Regions from separate parts of the Macaca mulatta genome. Here region 1 is linked to region 2. Evidence: chromatin contacts called from public Hi-C data. All regions are on one chromosome and are shown on one strand. The core of a region is the stretch at or near the end of the contact, and the rest is flanking DNA. Distances in the headings are between cores, read along the strand shown. Region 1 holds the start of NSD2 (nuclear receptor binding SET domain protein 2). Region 2 holds the start of CTBP1 (C-terminal binding protein 1).

Region 1 (7,027 bases), core at 2,585-5,084, 670 kb after region 2:
GGTGAGCCACTGTGCCCAGCCTAAAGTTTAGTTTTTAGAGCAGTTTTAGTTATACAGCAAAATTGAGCAGAAAGTGCACCCAGGTCCCATATAGTCCCTTCTCACCCACACACCCAGCCTCCCCCATCATCAGCATTCCCCATTAGAGTAGTACATTTCTTATAATCAATGACCCCACATTGTCACATCATTATCACTGAAAACCCAGTTTTAGGTTCACTCTTGGTGCTGTACATTCTTGTATCCACTGTTACAGTGTCATATAGAGTATTTCACTGTCCTAAACATCATCTGTGCTCTGCGTATTCATCCCTCCCTGCCCTAACCCCTGGCTAATTTTTTGTCTCCATAGTTTTGCCTTTTCCAGAATGTCATGGAGTTGGAATCATACAAGTTTGTAGCCCTTTCAGATTGGCTTCTTAGTTTTCTGTTGCTTATAGCAGACTACCTGAAACTGGATGATTAAAAAAAGAAAATGAATTTATTTACTTACTTATTTTTGAGACAGGGTCTCACTCTGTTGCCCAGGCTGGAGTGCGGTGGCAGTGGCACAATCATGGCTCACTCAGCCTCAACCTCCTGAGCTCAAGTGATCCTCCCACCCAGTCTCCTGAATAGCTGGGACTATAGGCATGTACCACCACACCCAGTTGATTTTGCAGTTTTTTTTTTTTTTTTTTAATAGAGATGGAGTTTTGCCATGTTGCTCAGGGTGGTCTCAAACTCCTGAGCTCAAGGAGTCCCCCATCTCAGCTTCCAAAAGTGCTGGGATTACAGGCATGAGTCACTGCACCTGGCCGGAATTTATTTCTTACGGTTATGGAGGTTGGTAAGTTCAAGGTCCAAGAGGTGTGTCTGATGAGAGTGTTCTTGCTGGTGAGGACTCTGTGAAGCGTCCCAGGCGTCCCATGACAAGGGGGCTGAGCATACTAACTGCTAGCCCAGGTCTCTCTTCCTCTTATTTCTGAGAGATGGGGTCTTGCTGTATTCAAACTCCTGGGCTCAAGCAGTCATCCCACCTCAGCCTCCTGAGTAGTTGAGATTACACCCTGACAGTGAGGATCTTCTTTTCACGTGCATCCTTGCCATCTGGATATCTACTTTAGGGAGGAGGCATCTGTGGAGGTCTTTTGTCCACTTTACTATAGACAGGATCACATTCTGTTGCCCAGATTGGAATGCAGTGGTGCAATCACAGCTCGCTGTAGCCTCATGTAACTCTTGGGCTCAAGAGATCCCTCTGCTTCAGCCTCCTGGGTAGATGAGACTACAGGCATGCACCACCATGCCTGGCTGTTTTTTAATTTTTTGTAGAGACAGGATTTCACTATGTTGATCAGGCTAATTTCAAACTCCTAGCCTTAAGGGATCCTCCTGCCTTGGCCTCCCAAAATGCTGCGATTACAGGTGTGAGCCACTGCCTTTTTGTCCACTTTTTAAGACAAGGAAGGTCTTGCTATGTTGTACTGGCTGGAACGCAGTGGCTATTCACAGGTGCAATCCCACTACTGATCAGCATGGGAGTTTTGACCTGCTCTGTTTCTGACCTGGGCTGGCTCCCCTCTCCTTAGGCAACCTGGTGGTTCCCAGCTCCTGGGAAGTCACCATACTGATGGCAAACTTAGTGCAGACATCTGATTGGCATAGCCCAGAGCTCCCGGATTCAAATGATCCACCTGCCTCGGATTTCGAAATAACTACAACTATAGGTGTGAGCCACTGTGCCTGGCTTGTCAACTTTTTGTTTTTTTATTTTTATTTTTGAGACAGTCTTGTTCTGTCACCTAGGCTAGAGTGCAGTGGCATGATCTCGGCTCACTGCAACCTCCACCTCCTAGGTTCAAGTGATTCTCCTGCCTCAGCCTCCTGAGTAGCTAGGATTACAGGTGCCCGCCACTATGCATGGCTAATTTTTGTATTTTTTTTTTTTTTTTTTTTTTTAGTAGAGACGGCATTTCACCATGTTGGCTAGGCTGGTCTGGAACTCCTGACCTCAGGCGATCCACCTGTCTCGGCCTTCCAAAGTGCTTGTATTAAAGGTGTGAGCCACCGTGCCCGGCCCTGGCCGTCATTTTAAAAATTCATTTATTTGTTTGGTGATAGAGACGAGGTCTTGCTATGTTGCCCAGTCTGGTCTCCAACTCCTGGGCTCAAGCAATCCTTCCACTTTGGCCTCCCACAGTGCTGGCTCACACTTCTCACAGGTGTGAGCCACTGGCCTTGGCTCCATTTTGAATTAATTTTTGTTTAGGGTGTAAATTCTGTGTCTAGCCTGATTTTTTTTGCATGTGGACATCCAGTTGTTCCAGCACCATTTGTTGAAATGTCTTTTCTCCATTTCCTAAAGTCAAGCTCAGTTGACTCCATTATGTGGTCTATATCCGGGTTCTCTATTTTGTTTATGGATCTATTTGTGTATTTTTCCACCAGTACCACAATATCTCAATTACTATAGCCTTACAGTAAGTCTTGCAGCAACACTTTTTTTTTTGGGCGGGGCACAACTCAACCTATACAGGGCCCAGCACCTGTGAAGGGACAGCAGTGGAGGCGGCGCGGGAGAGGAAGAGGGGAGGTGAACTGTGGCCACTCCTTGGCGGCTGGAGCTGGGTCCGGGGAGGCAGAACCTGGGCTGAGGTGGCGTTCTATAGCCGAGGCCGGGCAGCAAGACCCTTCTTGAGGGGAACTCGGGTGGCGCACTTTAACAAAGCTCTCCTTGACCAAACTCTCGCCAGGCTCCCCTGGGCCCTCTTCTCAACGAGGCCTCAAGCTGGGCCTGTAAAGCTCGAGCAGACACTAAAGCTCAAGGCCGAAGGTGTCCCCGGCTCCCCGAACCTGCTTGACAGAAAACCCAAGGCCGCCGGCTCGGGCAGCACCTGGAGGCAGGAGCCGAACTTCCATGAGCGGCAGGCAGCAAATCACATCGGCTTCAGCGGCCCGGCCCTCTCGCTTTTTGCAGCGTCTGACTTCCCCGCTCGCCCGCGCCGCTTCCTCCTCCTCCCGGAGCCGCAAGCCCGCGCCACCCCGCTAAGCCCGGCGCTACCGCAGCGGCGCTGGGGCAGCGCCCCTGGACCCGGCGTCCTCCCCTTGCAAGCGGTCCTCCCGCAGCCGCACCCAGCTCCGGGCCGGACCCTCGCCGGGGGCACTCGTTGTTCACGCCCTGCGGCCGTTAGGCGGGAAGAGCACGACGCCCTGCCCCGTCGCGGCGTCTGACCCTCTCCGCCACGTCTATGCTGAGGCCCCGGGCCCGCAACGGCTGAGCCTCTGCGACGGTTTCCCCACCCGTCCCCGCACTGCCGCTCCACGAGGCGCACGCCGCCAACCGCCTCCCGCGGGCCGCGGGCCCCAGACCCCAGGCCCCGCGCCCCTCTCACGGGACAGGAGTTTGCGGACCCGCGCGGGCGGGCCGCGCGCCCAACGCCGGCCTACGCGGCCGCGCGCCCACGGCTCTGGGGCGCCGGCTCCGGACGGTGATTGGGCGCGGACCGTGACGTCACTGCGCGCGGCGCCTGAGGCCGCCGGGTCTGAGCCGGGTGCGCGCCGCCGAGTAGCGGGAGCAGGGCGCGCGCCCGGCGCTCCTCTGAGGCGGCTCGCGGGGTCCGCGGCCCTGCCCTCCCGGCGCTGCCAGCCCCGCCCGGCCGCGCGGCCGCCACCCGCCGCGTGCCTGCCCGCCCCGCCCGTGCGCGGCCCCGGCGCGGATTTGAAAAGCCCGGTCCGCGGGCCCCGCGAGCGCGGCAGCCAATCAGCGGCGCGCACTTTTCCCGCGGCTTCTGCGAGGCGGCGGCGGCCCCGGCGGCGGCGGCGGCGGCGGGCGGGAGGCGCGGGGGCGGGGTCGGCGCCGCGCGCGAGAGCCTCGGCCTGGCCGCGCTGCGCCCGCCGCCGCCGCCCCCTCCCCGTCTGGGCCCTTACGCCGCACGGCCCCGGCCCCCTCCTAGCCTGCCGCTCCGGAGAGCCGCCCGCCGAGGATGCGACGCACCGCAGGTCACTGGGGCGCCCGCCCAACCGTCGCGGGCCGCCAACCGCCGGGGCTGGGGCCGGGAGGCCGGGCTGTGGGAGGCCTGAGGGGCGGCGGGGAGGACCGCGGAGGCCTGAGGGGGCGGGAGCCCCGGGAGGACTGAGGGCACCGAGGAGGCCTGAGGGGCCGGCTCAGGGGATGGGGGACCGGGAGGCTGAGCGGCCCGAGAGGGTCGTGGGGACCGGGGGGACCGCGAGGACCGCGGAGGCCTGAGGGCCGGCGGGAGGACCGGGCGGACCGCGGAGGCCAGGACGCGTCCGGGCAGGGGAGGGGCGGCGGCCTGCGGGCGGCGGCGGCTAACGGGGCCGGGCGGGCGGGCGCGGCCATGTTGGGCCCGGCCGGGCCCTGCGGCTGCACCTGTGCCCGGCCCGGCCGAGGCGGCCGCCTTTGTTCCCGCGGCGCCGAGCGGGTCGGGCCGGCCTTTGTGCTGCGCCCCCGGTCCGGGGCGGCCGCGGTGGGAGGGGCAGGTTGGGGTCCCGGGGCCGGCGCCGGGGCCTGGGGTCGGGCCGAGGATCGCTTTTTGTTTGCAGACGGTGTCCGGCGTTGACACTCGCGGCGCCCGGGCGTTGGTCAGCGCGGGCGCTCCCCCGGGAAGCCGGGCCGCGGTCCGGCCCTTGGCAGGTGGAGGCGGGGGTGAGCCGGGCGTGGGTACCCTGCTGGGGGGCTGCGCGCCCTCGGCCTCCGGGCCTCCCACCTGGGATGTTCCCCTTGCACCAGTATAGAGATTGATAGTCCTTGAAGCCTCAGGACATGAGATGGGACCTGGCGACTGAATGGCTGGTTTTGCTCCACTCACAGGAACCGTGGTTTAAAATCTCGGCGTTTAAAAAATGCTAGTCTTGACTTTCGGTAGAAATAAAATGGATGAGGATATTATGGACCCATTGCAGCACCAATCTTTCTGTGCCCACGATGGGCTTTGACATTCAAGTTGAAACATAGTATCAAAACTGATGTGGTGACGTTAGTCATTTTTAGGTAGATAACGTGTATTGTGTGTGTGTGTGTGAACAGACCCTGTGAGGACAAGACTAACTTGATAAAGTTCAGACCTGGCTTAGGAGGAGCTCTTCAGTACTACCCACCTACTTCACAGACTTTCAAGCCTTGATTTTTAAATGAGTTAAATGCCAACATCACGCATTGATTATATTGACTCTATTTTGTGTATTTTAAATATTATCAGCATGGAAAATAACTTAGGAGCCATCCCATTTATGAACTTGGGACTTAAACTTTTTAATTTTCCCAAAATGTTTTAAGTGCCCTAGTTACATATTTAAATGTGATGAGAGCAACAATATTTTAAAAAGCAGAACGCCAGCAACATAAAGCAAACAAGTTCTGTGAGCACAACCTTTCCTTGTGTACTTGATGTGTGCTCTCATTCCCCACAACTGATGATGGTTCAAATCTAAACTGCCAAATGGAGATGAAGAGGACTCATGCTGTAAGCACGATTACTTTGAGTCATTTCCTTTTCTTTCCTTCCATTTTCTCAGCCACCCAAACCCAGCAACCTTCAGTTTTGGGCTGATGGTTGGTAGAGTGAGGACTTACTGCACAATTTTGAGTTTCTGTAAGCTTTTGTGAACAGCTCTGATCTATTCAGTGCAAAAATCGTCCTCTCCTGACTGCTTTACTATCAAAGAGTCTGGCCTCTGATTCTAACAGTAAACATTTTATTTTAAGAGTATGAGGTAATTGTCAATTTCAAACAATGATGGACAATTTACCTTACATATTCTTGTGTAACATGTAAACTAATATAACTTGTGGAGACATACAGAACAAAATGATAAGGTCAACAGACTGTAGGTGTGACTTGGTTTGTTTTTATGCAATCAGCTTATCCAGGGCTTTTAAACCAGTACCTGCTGAAATGTGGGGACCCAAACGAAGCGTTAATCAGAATCCTGGAATGAGTCAGGAAGATAATCTGAATAGGTAGACTACCCACTCTTCCTAATCCTGTGGGAGTTACATGGGTACAGCCTTCTGCCTATTCAGATTATCTTCTAAAAGGAATCAAATCTTACAAAGTTTACTCACATAGCAGAATGTGAACTTTTTTTTACAGTTTGAAGATTCAATGTAAAACATGCAAAAGTAGCTGGAATTAGTCTTGCTGAGCTGCAGGATTCTCTTTACTAAGTAAGAACTTGTATGAAAGGATGTGCTAAGATGGTGCTGAAGTTCATAATCCAAACATATTTTGTCCTGTGCTATTTATTTATTTTTAGAGATAGAGTCTCTCTATGTGGCCCAGGCTTGAGTGTGGTGGCTATTTCAGAGGAGAGCGATCATGGTGCACTTCAGTCCCAAACTTTTGGGCTCAAGTGATTCTCCCACCTCAGCCTCCTGAGTAGTGGGGACTACAGGCACACTCAGCCTTCCTGGCTCTGCCTTGTCCTTTTTAGCGGGGCAAGTGGGCAAATAACCTTTCTAAGTAAATAATTAATCAGCGGGAACAGAAGCCATAAGGCTTTGTACTCATATATTCTGATCCAGGTGCTTGGTTTTGCCTTTTTTTTTTTTTTTTTTTTGGTGGGCTGCCCATGGGCATAGAATGCATACAACTTTGGATAAGCATTTTAGTCTTCTGAACCTCAGTCTCTTCTTTTGCTTGATTGTGGTAAATGTGACCTTGTTCTCCGAATATGTGGTACCATGTCCTGACTCCAGGCCTTTGTGTGTGCTGTTCTTGGGTGTGGACTGCCTGCCACCTGTCCTTCCTCTTTGAGCATAATTCATGGCTTTTTAATGGCCACTTGTGACCTTTCTCCCCTGTTGGGTTAACTCTTAGAGGTAGGACTCTGTCATTGCCTTGGGCAGCATTGCCTCTGCTGGTGCCTTCTCATGGCAGACACTCAGTAAATGCTGAATACATGGGTATATGGCTTAGAGTAAACAAACTGCCCATTTTAATGCCAGTATCTGGCCTGTTTGCCTCTCTGTTTTGTAAGTAATGGAGCATCTGGGAGAAGAAGCTGAGTCTGGAAAGGAAATGGC
Region 2 (6,920 bases), core at 734-3,233:
ACCCGGGGCCAAACCTCCCCTCCCCCACTGCCATGTTCTCAGGTTAATGACAAGTGTGCAAAACGGAAGATCCTACTCACTGACATTCCCAACCACATGTCCACCTCTCAGAACTAACAGCTGCCCTGGTCAAGGCTGACAGGACGAAGTACATGCTGCGGACATGGCAGACACCTCAAAAACGGCCAGGCAGGTGGACAAGGCACCCCGGGCAGTGAGTAGATGCAGCCCCCACTGCATGTCCCTCCCAGAGTTCTGCAGAGGACGCCAGCATGGAAGCAGGTGCTCAAAGATGGGCGACAGAATCACAAAGGGCAAAACGCGTCTGCAGAGCTGACAGTGCCAACCAGGAGCCAAACCCAGACCCCAGAGGGAGGTGGCCAGGCCTGGGCGGGCAGGGGAGACCTGGTGCTGAGGCCCAGGGCAGAGCCACGCCCTACAAAGTTCCAGGACACAGAACGAGGGACCCCCAAACCGCAGCTGTCATCCTCAGCTGCAACGGCAAATAGTTACCCCACGGTGCTGCCCCAACCCTGCCCCAAGCCGCAGACGGGTACACAGACGCGCACAGGCCATGCGCTAGGAGCTCAGCGAGGACGCCCGCGGCGCGGGCCCAGCCACCAGCGCCGTTTTCTTCCTGACGGACTTGTGCTCCCTGCCGAGCTCCTACAGAAACGGTGGAGAGGACTTGGGGGGGGGGTGCTCGGGCTCCACGGAGCACTCTGCACACCCGCCGCCTCGGCCCTGGCTCCGGGCCCTCTAGCCCCAACTCTCAGGGTTTCACCTCCCCACTCAGGGCACCGGGAAGGGCGCGACCGCCTTCCCTTTTCCCCACTGGAAGGGAATTCTGTCCCGGCAATCGCGGAGACTACAGCAAAAGGGCTCTGGCCCCGGCCGGGCTTCCGGACACCGGTGCCCTTGGAGGCCGCCAGAGAACGCTCCAGTTTTGGCCCGGGGATCAAGCGCGCGGGCTCTGCCTTTGCAGCCGGGTCGAGGGAGAGAAAGGCTCCGCGGAGCGGCCCGGGCCGGCCCAGGATGCGGGCGCTGCAAGATGGCGATGGCCGTGCGCCCGGCGTCCGCCCGTGCTCCCTGCTTCCGCGGCCGCAGCCGGCGAGGAAGGCGCCCCGGGACCCGGGCCGGCACAGGCAGAGGCAGGTGGAGGCGCCGGGCCGGGCCGGGCCCTCGCGGAGTTCGCGGGAGCGGAGACCCCCGGGGACCGCCCGCGTCACCGCCGGGGGCTGCGCTTTGGGCCCGGTCTGAGGGCGGCGGCCTCCTCCACGGTCAGACCCGGCGCCCGGGCCCCGTCCCCTTCCCCCACAGCGCGCGGCCGCGGTCGCCGGCAGCCTCAGGGCGGGAGGGGGCGCGCTCCCGCGAGTGGCCCGGGAGCGCGCTCCCCAGGACACCCGTAGCTGCGCACGGCGCAGCTCCCACCCCGGTCCCGCAGGCCCAGCCGCGGGGTCGTGACCGGGGACGGGGTAGCGGCCGGGGATCGGGACTCGGACTCGGGGTGCCGTCCCGGGTCCCATGGGGCTGGGGTCGGTGGAGCAGCCTGGAGGCCCACGGGCCCCTTTGTGTCACCTGCGCGGGCCGCGGGCGGGGAGGGCACACGGCGGCGCTCGCTCACACGCAGCGGCCCGCGCATGCGCACGACCCTTGCCGCGGTCCCGCCCCCGACCGCGGCCACGCGCGGACGACGGCGCGCACGCGCACTCGCACACAAAGCCGGCGGCCCGCGGGCGCGCGCTCGGCCCGCCCCCGCGCCCCCCGCCCGCGCGGCCCCCGCCCCGCCCCGCCCCCGCCCGCGGCCGGAAACGCGCGCGCGCGCGGCCTTACCGAGCGGCAGGCCCTTGTTGAGCAAGTGCGAGCTGCCCATCGAGAGGCGCGAGCGGCCGCGGGCCCCGACCACTCCGGCGCGCTGCGCCGCCGCGAGTCCGGCGCGTGGGGCGGCCTCGGTGCCGTCCGCTGCTCCGCCCGCCCGCCTGCGCCTGGCCGCCGCCGTGCCGAGCCTCCGCCGCGCCGCTGAGCCGCGCTCCGACGACCGCGCGGGCGGGGACACGGCGGCGCGCGCGGGCGGGGCCTCGCGGTTGGTCTCCTGGTTCCCGGCGCGGGCGGCGCACGGACTCACGCGGGCGGCTCAGGGCCCGCCTGGCCGGGCGCGGCTGCGGGGCGGGGCGGGAGCCTGGCGGGAAGCTCACGGGGCCTGCAGCCCGGCGGAGGCCCGAGGCCCGGTGTTCCGCACGTTCTAAACCGCCTGTCCCGGAGGAAGGCGGGCAGGGTCGGGCCGGGCTCAGCACCGCTGGCGGGAGCGCCGCCCGCCCCGAGGCCCCCTGCGGGACGGCGCCGGGCCCGGAAGCCGAGGCAGGGTCGCCCACGTCAGCGCCCGGAACGGACCCGAACGTAAATGGCGCTCCTCCGCGCAGCGGCCGCCCCGCTCCCTTCCCGCCCCGCCAGCCGCCGCCCTCCCCCGCTCGCTTCTGGCCCCGCGGCCTGGCCCGTGCGCCTCCGAAGACTTGTCCTTGCGGTGCCGCTGTCCCCGGGGCTGGCCAGGGGCACCGAGGCCGCGGGTTCCCCCCATCGCCCCCACCCGGGCCCTGATTTACCGTCCAAGAGCCGGCCGCACATGGGGCCCCGGGAGGAGAAGCGCGCCCGCCCCAGTTCGTCCCCAGCCGGGGGGGACCCCGACTCCGGGAGGGGCCGCGTTCTGCCCGGCCCAGGGCGCTGTTCCCGGCCCGGGAAGTTCAGGGCTGGAGAACCCCCTTCTCGACCCCGTTTCTCCTTTAACAAGAGTAGGGTTTGTAGCCAGCTCTGCTTCTGCCCGCTGCGGGAGACGCCCCGACCCGGGAGGGCCCGAAAGTCCCTTCAGGGAGAGGCCGCACCGGGCCTGCTCACCCAGGGGCTGCCCCTGCAGACTCTCCCAAGGGGCCCAGGGATATTCCTCGCGCCGCGAGTGGACGCTTCCATCCACCCCGTGGGGAGTTGTGGGAAGGGCCTCTGCGCGTGGCTACTCTGAGCACACTGGAATGATCAGATAGTTGCATAATTTGAGAAACCACAGCCTGGAGACGGAATGATGCAGACTCCTATCCGAGAGACACCTGCTCTAGTTTCGCTGTGGTTCGTGAGGACGCGTCCTAGGCTGCCCTGAGAAGCCCATGTCTGCCCTTCCAGGCCTGGGAAGACCTCTGACCCCACTGACAGTGCTGGGCCCTCAGTCGGGCCTGCCATGCGTACCACTTTCTGTTCTAAGACCGGGCTGCCCAGCTGTGGCCTGGAGGAAACCTGGCAGGTGTCACCAGAGCTTTGGGGAGGGTGGGGCCCTGTCAGGGAAGCCCAGTGGGAGTCATGAAGGAGGGAACACGTGTGGAGCCCTTGTAGGGGGAGGGGCAGCCCTGCAGAGATCTAAGAAAATTCCAGAAAAATGAGCAGCAACCTCCAAGGCCAGACATCGGTGCAGGGGACAAGGGGTCACAGATGGAGGGGCCTAGGTGAGGCTGCCGGGAAGGGATGATGTGGTTGGTGGAGTGCACAGGCAGGGACCTCACTGGACTTTCCTATCTGCTCTGCATGGACAGGCAGCCCAGAAGGCAGCAGGGACATGCCACTCCCTCTTTCCCCAGGGAAGCTGGGGACAGACGGGTCCCAGGCACTCCATCCTCTGCAGCAAGTCAGGTTGTGATTTACTGGGCATTGGTGAATAAAATGGAGAGGCTTCTGGGGAGAAATTCCTGGCTCCCACGTGGACTGGCAGAGCTCAACAGGCAGCCACGTGGCTGAGTGTCCAGCAAACATCACATAAGGCTTTGGGTCCTGTAGGTGAGGCTGCCCTGAGCAGCAAGCTCAGTCCAGAAGAGCAGTTCCTCTCCAGGATCCATTTCCTGCGCACTTTTATGTCCAGTGTAGCTGGAGCAGAGCTCGCTGGAATTCCACAGGCAACTAAGAACGGAGAGGGATGCATGCCAGCCAGGGATCCATCGTCTTCCCCATCAGCACGCCCCATGGCCTCCGTCTGCACAGTGTCCCTCTACACAACTTGTCAGTGCGTTATCACGACTCTTATTTGGCCCTGGCCCGTCCCACTGTCCTGGCTTGTTCCAAGTGCTTCCTTCTCCAGCTGTGATTCTGGCTGCAGAGCTGTCTGCTCCCCACGTTGGGCAACTCCAGCCAAGATTCCTACACCCAAATGTGACTGTGTTGCTCACAAAGAAGCCTCAGCTTTGTGTGCACCCAGCCGTGTGCACAGCTCGTCCCAACCCCAGTGGGCGCTGCCTGCCTCTCCCACTTCCAGTCCTTGCCATGATGAGCAGATGACCCCCGCCCTCCAGGGTCAGTGTTTGGCTGCTCTTGTGCCTGCCCACCTGCCTCCCTGTGCCTGGGCCTGTCATGTGCCTGCACACAGGAGGGTCTCGTGGCGTTTGCCCTACACGGATGGGCTGTCCTAGGAGCCGCTGGAGAGTCACCTTGGTGGGGATGCCAGAAGCCTGGGCACCAGGTTCCCCCCGGCCAGCCTTCATTCCCACACGGGGTATTTTTGTCCATCACGTGGGACAACCTAGGATTGGGGGAAAATTCAGTACACTCTGAAGAAGCATCAGCATTTTGGATGGATGAATGCTGCTTCATGCAACTCCAGGTCAATGGACTATATTATTCAACTCGGGTATTTATGAGTGCTCCTGTGTACCAGCCACGTGTGAAAGAAAAACTCCAAGTTACCTGACACCAGGACAAACCAGGTAGATCACTGCGTCTGGTTCCTCCTCTTTCTGCTAACTCTCCTGGACCACCGTTCTGATTTCTGGCAGAGTCGGGGGCGAGCTCATCAGTACCCAGAGCGTCTGGTGTGCAGCCAAAGGCCCCCATTTTATCAGTCGGTGTGTTCAGTATCACACTCAGGACAAGGGCCACCCTATTACTTCACATACCTCAAATACAAAAAGTGCCTGGGAACGTTGATGAGGTGTTAAAGGAAACCACTGGTGTTGTCAGTCATGTACACACAGAAAAAAAAACAGTCATTTTTATTTATTTATTTTGAGACAAGAGTTTCGCTCGTTGCCCAAGCTGGAGTGCAATAGTGCAATCTCAGCTCACTACAACCTCAGCCTCCTGGGTGCAAGTGATTCTCCTATCTCAGCCTCCCGAGTAGCTGGAATTGGAGAACACCCATCACCACGCCCAGCTAATTTTATGTATTTTTAGCAGAGATGGGGTTTCACTGTGTTGGTCAGGCTGCTCTCGAACTCCTGACCCTCAGGTGATCCACCTGCCTCAGCCTCCCAAAGTGCTGAGATTACAGGCGTGAGCCACTACAGGCGTGAGCCACTGCGCCCGGCCAAAAACAACCAAGAAATTTTTAACAATAAAATGACCAACAAGTAAACTTGAAACAAAAATGGACAAATATCTAAAATATTTTAAAATGTATGTATTTTAATTGGCAAATAATAATTGTATATATTTATTGTTTACAACTTGTTTTAAAATATGTATACATTGTGGAATGGCTAAATCAAGTTAACATGCACTAACTCACACACTCGTCGTTTTTTGGTGTGGTGAGAACACTTAAAATCTACTCTCAGCAATTTTCCAGCACACGATATATTGTTACTAACTATAGTCATCATGTCCTACTATAGATCCCTAGAACATATTCCTCCAATGTAACTGAAATGTATCCCTTGACCAACATCACTGCCCAGCCCCAGTGCCAGATACACACCATTCTACCCTCTGCTTCTGTGAGTTCAGCTTTTCTAGATTTCACCTGTAAGTGAGATCATGCAGCATTTGTCTTTCTGTGCCTGGGTTTTTCACATAACGCCCTGGTTCATCCATATCATCATATATGGCAGCATTGTCTTCCTTTTTAAGGCTGACTGGTGTACCATTACATATACACACCACATTGTCTACCTAAAATATTTTTAATACAATTGCTGAACACTGCCACATAACTTGTATAACTGCTATAAGGGCTTGGTTTTCAGCCATAAGATGGGAAGAGAAATAACATCTACCTGCAGGATGACTGCAAGCTGTAAAGTGCCACAAAGCCCAGGGGAGCCCAGAACCGCCACTGCAGGACAGGTCCTCTGGAAGCGGACAGACCTGCCTTGTTACTTTAGCCCTCTAGAGTCCAGTTTAGCCAGTGATGAAATGAGTACAAAAGAACACCTTTCTTGTAGGATTGCAAAATGATACAGAGGATGTCTTCATCCATTCTGTGCTGCTGTAACAGACTACTACAGAGTGGGTAACTTATAGTTTACAGAAGCTTGTTGGCTTATGGTTCTGGAGGCTGGGAAGTTCAACCTCAAGGGGCTGCATCTGGTGAGGGCCTTCTTGTTGCATCTTCACATCGCAGAATAGCAGAAGGGCAAAGAGAGGGAGAAAGGAAAGGGTGCTGAATGCACCCTTTTATAAGAAGCCCACTCCCATGATAACAGCACCAGCCCATTCAGGAGGGCAAAGCCCTGGTGGCTGAATCGCCTCTCAGAGGTTCCACCTCTTAAGATCATCACAATGACAATCAAACTTCAATATGAATTTTGAAGGGGGCAGTTATTCAAACCAGAGCAGAGAGGGATGGCAAATGTTCTGAAAACGAGCCTAGAAATTGATCTTAGAAATAGTGCAAAAGTAGATTTCCACTTCTGTCTTTACCTGTGATGGTCTAACCCTAAAAGCCTCCCAGAACAGAACTTGTGAACACAAGATAGAAACAACAAACTTTTGATGCACAGCTGAGCTCACAAGGAGGTCAGGGATGTGACAGGAACCAGAGACAAACAGAAGACTGAAAACCAGGTCTTGAAGTGTGATAGCCAAAGGGCAGCAGCCCGGGAGAATGTTGATCTGGAGCCTCGGGATTTAAGTCTCCATACTCACATGGGAAAGGAGACGAGGCCTCCCTGGAC

What was found. A called contact is a pair of places that touch in the nucleus more often than the background predicts.
Region 1: a contact with region 2 is called in a Hi-C map of fetal cortex germinal zone, with 2.6 times the contacts expected there. The contact joins the promoter of NSD2 here to the promoter of CTBP1 in region 2. A contact is called at or near these places in 2 of 14 Hi-C or Micro-C datasets (blood and fetal cortex germinal zone).

What each region holds. Positions count from the first base shown.
Region 1 is chr5:1,986,368-1,993,394 of T2T-MMU8v2.0, forward strand. It overlaps NSD2 (nuclear receptor binding SET domain protein 2), which reads left to right and starts at 3,835. Exons shown (of 21, transcript XM_078002897.1): 1 at 3,835-3,981.
Region 2 is chr5:1,321,786-1,328,705 of T2T-MMU8v2.0, forward strand. It overlaps CTBP1 (C-terminal binding protein 1), which reads right to left and starts at 1,984. Exons shown (of 10, transcript NM_001266780.1): 1 at 1,834-1,984. It also overlaps the pseudogene LOC106998226.